2 separate regions of the Zea mays genome follow, and region 2 is linked to region 1. The links are chromatin contacts, called in public Hi-C maps. All regions are on one chromosome and are shown on one strand. The core of a region is the stretch at or near the end of the contact, and the rest is flanking DNA. Distances in the headings are between cores, read along the strand shown. Region 1 holds the start of LOC100384533. Region 2 holds the start of CNR6 (Cell number regulator 6).

Region 1 (5,011 bases), core at 205-2,704:
TGCGTTTTGCTTGTGCATGGCATGTGCTCCGATCCTCCTCCTCCGACCTCCCGGCCCATTCTTTCTCCCTTCTTCTTGAGGGGGCACCCTCCGTCCTTTCCTCTTCTTCTTCCTTCAGAAATCGCAAGAAAATGGGGAAGAGAAGCCAGAAGCGCCTTATTCGACGCCACCAGGACGGCAGCATAGGCTGCATGGCAGGCCTCATCCGCATGTTCTATTCCCGCCATGACGCCAATAAGCTCCTGTTGGACAGGAAGCAGCCAGGGAGTAGAAGGCACAGTTTCAGTGCCTTTTCTGGTAAGTGTTTCTCTCAAGTACTATTGCTCAACAAATAATCTTGAGTTTGTACTTATGCACCCCAGAATGGTTGCAGGACGAAGGGGCCACTCAAGAAAGAATTCCAAGGACTTGGACGAAATAGATGAATACGGCGATTATGTAAGTTCTCTTCATACACGATGGCCAGTGTGTTCTTCAATCTCCAGATCAGTAAACAAGTTTAGCTGAACAATACAACAGTCTGTTGAATGGTTGTCCTTCTTCAGGCATGCGTGTACTTCAATATCTCCCACAGATACGGTTCTAGTTAACAATATACAAGGGCTTAGGGGTACCCCATCGATTGCATACTTTGCATGTATATTAGCATTCAAATGGGAATTGTTTATTTTAGTTTTTTTTCTAAACGTAATAGCAGGAGCTCTGCCTTTCAATTAAAAAGAACGGAATTGATCTAGTTTTAAAGAAAATCGGGTCTAAAACCTACACAGAGTGCACAAACAACTCACACAACGGTAGCCCTCCACACAAAACTCGTTCAGATTCATCGTTGTCGAGCTCAACGTAAAGGATGAGCAGCTCTGACTTCACTAGACAGGCCGCACATGGCTAAAGGAACTTAACGACTCCTACACCCAAACATCGACGCAAAAGGATGCCAAGCCTCAATACACTCCACGCAAGGCAGCTCCGGTTCTTCACCAACAAGTTTGCTTCTCCGCCTCGCTCCCGGCAATTGCCCAACCTACGAAACAATCCAATCCTTGATAAGAGGGTTTAGTCTCATATCATTGTTGTCGAGCCACATCCTCTGATGCAGCAGTTTCAGCTTTATGTTGCAAAACCCTACCTCCATCCGCATACCAGATGTCGAGAAGTGAAAGCAACAATCCAAGACGACATTGTGGCCAAGACAAACTTTAACAGCGGCGTCTTTAAAAAGGGAGTGACGTGTAGAACGTCACCGTCGTCCCTTGTTCGGGATAGATCGGATTTTTATCTATAGAAGACAATGTTAAGAATGCGACACTCCCGACGGGGGAAGTGGCATCCACAACCACAAGCGTCACCATTGCTGCGATGGCTTTTGGCCAAGAAGTCTCTCAGCCCATCGCCAGGCCAAACGAGAGGAGAGCCCCGCCGCAAGCATCTCGACCATAGTGCAGCCCTGCCAACGCACCTCATCGGGCCACTGGACGTCTCTCTCTCAAACTTTGTGGCCTCGCAACGCCCACGTAGGCACCACCCCTCCTCTCCGCAGGAACCACCATCACCAAGGCGTAGATCCAGCGAGAGGGCCCAAAACCAGGCTGACGGCCCCAAAACCGCCGGACCCCGGTGAGGCCAGGGAGGAGACGCGGTTGTGGGCGGGAGGGGAGAACAGAGCAACTCCCTACCGACGCCAACCACGCGCCCCTAGCGCTGTCGGCCACAGAGCTGAGTAGGGCCGCCTCGCCCTCACACCCGCTCGCGCCCACTAGGATACGGTGCCCGAAATGCCGGTGGAATGCCACAGGCACCGGCTCCAACACGGTCGCCGGCACAGCCAGCAGCGCCCGGCCGGCAGCGGGCCTGAGCGCCTCCGTCACCGTTCCGGGGCCCGCGCGCACCCTCCGGCAGCGGCGAGACGGAGGGAAGAAGGGAGAGAGAGGCGGCGGCGACGGCTAGGGTTACGCCCGCCGAAGTTGCCCACGCGGGAGGCTCTTCAAGCTTATGTTCTATGTATGCATTATCTCATTCTTTCTTTTTTTTTTTCCTGCGTGCACATGTTACAGCGTATATTCTGAGAATTTGCATATCCTATATATATGTTTCTCAGAACATGGAGGAACCCAGTTCCAGCAAACCAACAGTCAAAAGACTTATGGAGGACGAGCTACGAAAGCTAAAACAGCTGAAGCTTCCAAATGATGAGGTTGAGAGAATATTAGCTGACCTGGGACATGGTGCCTGCCTGGACAAAAGTTCAGCCCAAAACAGCAAAGCGAAGAAGGGAGACCAAAATCACATCAGAGGTATCACCACCACGGCTGCTCCATCTGGATCTTTGGATCCCACTGCTTCCAACTGCATAAAAGAAGCAGAAGAAAATGAGCTTGAATTTGCCTTGGCAGATTTCTTAGGACGGATCCATAGAAATTGCAACAATAATGGGGAGTTATGTACGGAGATGAAAGCCCTAATCCAAACAAAGATTGCAGAGCTAGATAATCCTCCGTGCACATTTGCTTATGAGCAGCAAACTTCACGGGGTGACGAATATGATACTGCTGGTGGCAAACATCGATGTAGCAGTAGTAAAACTCAGCCCAAAAAATTCAGAGATGCGCTGGAGATGCTAAGCTCAGACACCGAACTTTTCTTTCAGAAGTCAAATTCACGTATTTTGGAGAGCGCCCAAAGAAACCAAAACAGACTGATAGGGAACAATCTAGAGCCCACAAAAATAGCAGATAATACCGACTCCAACAAAGATCCAAAGAGTCTGAACCAGCATGAGTTGGCCACCAGGAGATATGGTAAAGAGAGCAGGAATATCTTTTTCTGGAAGAAGGAAAGATCCTCACCAAGGCAGACTGCACAAGGAACCAGTAGTTCTCAGCCAGTTAACAAAATAGTTATACTGAAGCCAAATCCAAGGAGAGAGATCGGCCATGCTGTGGCTGTTAGTTCAACCCAAGCTCCAAAACTAGGTGCAACCGAGAGCTCAAAATTTTCAATTAAGGAGGTCAGAAGGAGATTCAGAATCGTGACTAGTGAAGCTACAAAAGGAATACCCTCAGTGTCTGAAGATAACCTCCAAAAAGGTCAGCATTGGCTCAACAGTTCAGCTTTCACAATAATAAAAGATACCAGACAGCTCGCTGAACAGACCTCAGAAGGGAAATTCTCATCTTCAGTTATGAAGGATTTTAGATCATCAAACAGCGGTAGGCAAAAGAAAAGAAAAAATGATGGGCCAACCGAAAAAAACAGTAGCATAATTACGTCATCCAAGGATGAATCTGTCTTCTATGACGAGGCCAGGAAACATCTAACAGAGATTCTCAAGGACAAAAGACAAACAACCAAGCAGCACCCGACACTTGAGATCTCAAGGTCCTTGGTGAGGATGCTTTCCTTCCCTCAGTCCAGCACATCATCACCTAGGAGTAGCCCTAGGGCAAAAGACTGCATTTACCTCTCACCTGAAGAGGCAAGCATTCGTGCCATATACAAGTCAAATAAAGATCTTTTAGAAGAAGAAAGCCAGTCTGGAGAATTTCCAGAGAATGTTGTGTGTGATCCTAGTGAAGCACTGCATGAGCAGGCTGTTCAGGAAAGGTGGTGCGTCAAAGAAGAAAGTCAAGAAACAACACAAGAAGGTAAGTTAAAACTTCCATAGTCAGCAAAATGGTTCAACAGAACACATGGTTTATATATGTATATGATAAAATATTTGCAGGTGCAGAACTTGACACTCTGCGCACTAAAGAAATTGACAAGCTGGATTGCATGGGAAAAAATAGCAATGCATGGGGCACCCCAGCAAAGCAATGCACATATAAACCATCACAAGTATGTTTCAGCTAGTTGTTCCGTCTTACTTTCATAGCTTCTGTTATTTTGATGGTTTTGTGCACTTTTGCATTAAAGGATATGGTGGGAGAAGCAGAGCCAGGACAAAGGCATGTCAGGACGTTTCCAAGCTCCCCTGAGAACGACTTTGAAAAACTGGAATGCCAAGAGCCCACGACTCCCCGACCGAGTGCACAGATCGAACAGATATCACAATTTTCTCCTGATGGAAACCACGAAAAGCAAGAACAGCCGAGCCCTCAATCTGTTCTTGATGTGTTCTTCCTCGACGGTACTGACACTGAAAACATGATAGAATGTAAACTCATCAATTCACTCCAAGTCAAACTTAAATGATTTATTTTGGTGCTCCAATTGTCTACAGGTGAGTTGCACAAAGATATCTTGAGGACACGCTACAACACCACAGGGGATGGTTCAGACCAAGGGATTTTCTGGGAGGACAAGCATCCGAGGTTATGTTACATAAAGGAATTGCTAGAGCTGTCAGAATTGTGTGCAAACCAGAACTTAGAGGTATGGTATCTAGAAGATGAATTAATCAGCCCTTGCTTGTTCGAAGAAGTACATGGAGGCAATCAAATTGATGGTACGAAGCTTTTATTTGACTGCATTTGCGAAGCTGTGACAGAAATCCAGGACATATACTTTAGAAACCCTCCATGCCTATCTTCTCTCACACACAGCATAAGGGCACCTCCTCCAGCGGGACAAAACCTTATCTCAGAAATCAATAAGCGTGTTGAACGCCATCTTCACTATCGATTTCCAAGCACATTAGACCAGCTGGTTAACATGGATCTTGAAGGTGGCAGTTGGATGGATCTTGGATCAGAAAGCGGAGAGGTCGCTGTAGTAATATGGGACTGCACACTAGATGAGCTTTTGGAAGAATTAGTTTACGACCTGTGGATTTCAGGCTTCAATCTCGCAGCCGGTAACCATCTGTAGATTTGGTAGAGTCATACCGTTAAATAGAAGTAACATGTTTGTGTGGCAAAATCCTGTGATTTGGACATGGAGGGCTGCATGAGTCGTTCTTAAAGGCATGAGCATGGTACGGGATGTTCACTCATGTGAATTTCATCGTGACCCTCAACATATTATTATGTGTCTAGTGTCAGTTAGGCCTAGTTTGGATACTCTAGTAATG
Region 2 (4,790 bases), core at 868-3,367, 420 kb after region 1:
GAGAGGTACGCACGGGGCACCGGAAGAGATGGATGCCGAGGAGGTTGCCCGCAGGTACGGCGGCGGAGAGCGGCCGGCGCGCCAACGACACCATCGCATTGGATGGACGGACGGATGAGTGGGTGGGTACCTCTGACTCAGACTCAGACTGGGTGGGGGCGGTTGGTGGATGATATGGATTCCCAATCCCATTCCTTGGTAAACTACTACACCTGCTACTTGAATATGCAGAGATTCCTTCAGTTTTTTTCCCGCGTTTTAAACTGCTACACCTGCTGCTGGTGGTGAACATGATACCAGGCCAGATTGGTGAGTGGGTTAGGGGTGTTTGGTTATAGGCCCTGTTTGGCACAGCTGCTGCTTGTTGAAAAAGCAGCTTATCTGATAAACTGGTGAAAAGCAGCTTCTGCTTGTTGGCTGCTTTTAGTGTATTCTGAGAAGCAACTGAACTAATAAGCTGCTGGAGAAGCTAGCTGTTTGGCAGAACTTCTGCTTAAATTTGTGAAGAAGCTGAAAATAAGCTGTGCCAAACAGGGCCATAGAGATAAAGTTTAGCTCGTGTCATATCGAATGTCAGATTCGTGGATAGATGGTACCTAAACGAAGGGGGTAAGATCATTATCGATCCGGATTAAAAGCATGTTTGGTTCTCTGCCTAACTTGCCACACTTTGCCTAACTTTTCTGTCTAAAATTAGTTCTTCAATTTGAACGACTAACCTTAGACAAAGCGTGCGCAGTTAGCCACGAACCAAACAGGCCCTATATGTTCTTCTTTCTCCTTCTGACCGCGAAAGATTGAAAGAAAAATTGGGCGTGGGCCGTAACGTAGTACAGTATTATTATTTGGGATAATAAAAATGGACAGTTGCCACACCACCACATTTTGTTGTTGAAAGATCAATAACTAACTAACTATAGAGGAATGACCAGAAGTTGTGATCGTCATCTGATGCTGCTAGTGCTATCCTCACTCGGACTCCGACCCTATTATCTATAGAGGAATGACCTCCACATCATCGTGTTCACTCTTCTCTGCTCCCTTCTCCTCCACCTCCTCCAGCATGCTCATCTCTTGCACCGGAGGCGGGTTCACAACCGTCATGGGCACTGCGTTGTTCTCTGCAAGCCGTCCCGTCCTCTCGCGATGCTCCTGGCAGTTGGCACACCAGTGCAAGCAGCAGTGGACCATGCATGGGTCACACGGAGAGTTCTGGCCAAACAAGAGTTAGCTCGCTCTTAATTAACAGTAGTGGAAAGAGAGGAGAGTTGAGTTGAGTTGAATTGGCCACCTTGAGATGATATTTCCTCTGAAGCCCCTGGCGGAAGATGCCAGTGTAGGTAGCACATAACCACCAGCTGAACACCAGACCTTCTCCAATCAGGAATGACGTCCTCGGATCAACACCGTGAAATATCGCCGTCAGAATCGCCAGCGTGATCCCTCCTTCAACGAATACAGCATGGCACACGCAAGGAGTTGTCCAAGGGATGTCCTCCCTAACAGCCTCAACGTTGCGCCCAAACAGCACGCAGGGGCAAAACAATCCAGTTCGGCCTAGTGATTCCATACAGATATTGACAGGGAGATCATACAAGTGCTAAGCAAAGCAAACATTTGATCAGGCATTTTGGACTGAATGAATATTTTGAATCAGCATGTGTTGTCGCTAACAGAATCAGCAGACCACCATGCCCAAGTTCCAATCCAAAAGAGAGACTAGATTACATACAGGTCTCTGGGTCATCGGTGCATCCGAAGATCCCGGTGGTCCAGGGCTCGTCGGCGGGCGGCTCGTAGCTCTCGGGCAGGACCTGACCGCACTCGCTACACCTCCGGCCTTCGAGCTGCTGTCGGGCAGGGGAGTAGGGATGAGATCCAGATCCATCGGACTCAAAGGACGAGGGATACATACCCTACCCTAATGAAGAAAGAGAGCGAGACCTGCGGGACGTGAACTGGCTGGTTGAGCTCGCCGGGGCGGATGTCCTCGGCGGGGGCGTCCTGGTCCTTGGTGAGCTTGACGTAGCGTGACGGGTGGCTGCTCGTAGCATCCTCCGCCATGGTGGCCTGGGCGGATCGGAGAATGAGATCTCTCTGCTCCCCTCTGCTGCCGACCCCGGCCTTGCCTCCGTCTGACTCCTCTCATCGATCGGGCCGGAGCTTACATGAAGCACGCCGGGCCCTGATCAGGCCCAAGTTAAACATCCTCCTCGGCTCTTTTGTTTGGTGCTTATACTTGACCTAACTTTTTTAACTAAAGTTATAAAGTATTTGGTTTGATAAATAACCTAGTCTATTATCTTCTCACTCCTTACTTCTTTTTATTTGATTTATGGAATACAATAAGATGATTTATCAACACCTCATAATTAGTTTGTATTAATATGATAAATAGAATCCCACCAAATTTATGAGAAATGAGCTCATGATGCACCACTTCATCCTCAAACAAATATCCACCTAGTTTTTTAATTCGGACGATTAATTTTAGACAAAATATAACACAATTAGCCGTAAACCAAATAAGCCAGGTGGAGCCAGAACGGCAACGAGCGGACACCCTCGCCGACACCTGCGCCATAGGCATGCCTGTTAGGTTCAGCTTTTCTGAGAATCTGGCTGTGTAGAGAATCTGAGTTTCATTAGGATTACGTGCGGAGAAAGATAAAGATGTCTATAAGGCTCAGAATCTAAAAAATGACAGGTTCCTACTATTGCAACGACTCAATCGATTATGTATTTATATTGATTTTAAATGATTTTTACTTAAACGAATTTTATAGAAGCTGGCTGAAAAACTGAGCGTTTAGCAGTCTGCAGCAGCTTTTGGTTGCCAGAAGCTGCAAAAGGATGAAACAAACAAGGGTGATCTATGCCTTTATCAGCAGCTTCGGCTCGGGGCAGCTGAACCTCGCGGGCCACTGCGACCCCTACGCCAATAAGGCTGCCTCCAGCAAGGGTCTGTATACGATCCTGAACTCTAAATATAGAGATTTAGAGGATTCTTTTTGTGTCCAGCAGCAGCCTGTAAAGCGTGCTCTAAAATAGAGGAGCATTCGAGCACATCCGCTATCCCTGGAGTTCTTCTGCTGGTCCGCTATCAGGCGCTAGCAGTAGCTTGACCGTCCAAAAACAGTTGCCAGTCGTACGATCCGTACATTAGCAGGGGTAAGAGCAATAATGTTTGCTACAAAAATATTCTATTTATATAGTTGGTATGTTATAGAGGATGGACTTTAGAGTACGTTGTTGGAGACGGTGAAGATATAGAGGACGGAATATTTTAGAGAGAACTGTAAAGAACATAGAATATTCCTTTAGAGGATGAAATTTAGAGAACGTTGCTGGAGACAGCCTAACAACACCACCAAGTACGGAGGACTCATGCTGTGGTCCAAGTTGTACGATGACAACAACCTGATCTCTCATCTAATCTGGTAAGATTTTTTCGCTACGCATCATATATGTTAAGAAGAAGAAAAAGAGGTCTAAAATAGACCAAATCAAAAAACAAAAATCAAGCAATATAAATGCCACATAGATTTTCATCAAAAGAGACTGCAGATGCAAACAACACTTGTACATACATACACCTCTTAGCTAAATGTACTAAAACCTAATTCATTTGGCTCCCTCATCTATTCATAGGCGTTTTGGTCCCAGAGAGAAGGGGCAGTAAAAGAAAAAGAAAAGACAAATTGTTGCAGCTAGCTACACATAATCCCAGATTCTTCTGATGTAGTGGGTTTTTACAGAGACATCCCTACGCTTGGGTCGAATCGTCAGCATGACCTACCTGGGTTACAATCTGGCAATCTGTCTGTCGTCGCTGAAAGTAGTATCTGCAGGAGGAAAATGGTTGGTAGCAGTTGTTCTTCATTAGCAAGTACATATCGACGGATAGTAACTCATAAAAGAAACTGTGTTCTCATGGCATACACAAAAATGTCGATTCCATGGAGAGATGAGTGTTTCCTGAGCAGGCGTTCTATTGTATACCATTCTGATCGTTGGGAGCCACCTTGGTAACCAATTCGGGGCATGTGGATAGCCGCTTCAGAGAGGAGAAAAATAATGAAAACAAAATAACCGAACCTGATAGTAGCTAAAGAGATAATTGCATAAGTTCAGTACTTCAATGCAAAAGAGGAGCCATAGGATTATAAATTTAAAATAGCTATACAAACATGCTCTCACGGTTTATAATTAAGAAATCAAATAGACGTTTAGGCTGAACAGGATTTTTTGGTGCGTACATATTACTTGAAACAACATACATTTTGACAACTGGCATGCGTTGCTGAAGAGATGAGTGGCATTCCGATATTCCAAGGCATGCTTTAGATTGCTAAACAATTCTATATTAAGGAACCAAACGAGAACAATACCAGAATGCTGAGCAGCTGAGAAGGCTGCTTTTGATATACAGAGCTCCAAATCAGACATGGAGATTTCACTTCTCGGAACTTTACGCCTCGGATTGTAAGACTGAACGATAGCTAGTGCAACCCATAAAGGTGCATCCAAACTCCGGGTACAGTTGCCTTCTGCAGTAAGGATGCAAATGAAATGAAGACACGGAGGACAGGTTCTTGTCAAAGTAATCACACATGAGTAGAGTCTTCACAAGGGATAAACCGAAACAAGCATTTTCCTGCAAATGCTGAGAGGCTGTTTCGAAACCCGTGACTCAGTGAGTCAGCTCTCACCACTCCACCAGGTCTGCCCCTAAAGTAAGCTACTATAAAAGAATAGAGGCAACGTTTAGTGAAGATTTTTTTCTTGAA

The links. Hi-C and Micro-C count contacts between places; a contact is called where the count stands out from the background.
Region 2: a Hi-C map of tassel shows a contact between it and region 1, with 2.0 times the contacts expected there. The contact joins the promoter of CNR6 here to the promoter of LOC100384533 in region 1. A contact is called at or near these places in 2 of 25 Hi-C or Micro-C datasets (endosperm and tassel).

What each region holds. Positions count from the first base shown.
Region 1 is chr9:161,344,094-161,349,104 of Zm-B73-REFERENCE-NAM-5.0, forward strand. It overlaps LOC100384533, which reads left to right and starts at 1,455. Exons shown (of 5, transcript NM_001177051.1): 1 at 1,455-2,001; 2 at 2,099-3,644; 3 at 3,725-3,837; 4 at 3,916-4,129; 5 at 4,223-4,856. The coding sequence starts at 1,993. The coding sequence ends at 4,809.
Region 2 is chr9:161,760,469-161,765,258 of Zm-B73-REFERENCE-NAM-5.0, forward strand. It overlaps CNR6 (Cell number regulator 6), which reads right to left and starts at 2,118. Exons shown (of 4, transcript NM_001153371.1): 1 at 1,945-2,118; 2 at 1,733-1,847; 3 at 1,292-1,557; 4 at 824-1,212. The coding sequence starts at 2,064. The coding sequence ends at 994. LOC100286111 (formyltetrahydrofolate deformylase) reads right to left here and starts at 116. Exons shown (of 8, transcript NM_001158999.1): 1 at 14-116. The coding sequence starts at 94. LOC103639629 (probable helicase CHR10) reads right to left here. Exons shown (of 18, transcript XM_020544007.3): 17 at 3,943-4,057; 18 at 3,510-3,845. The coding sequence ends at 3,767.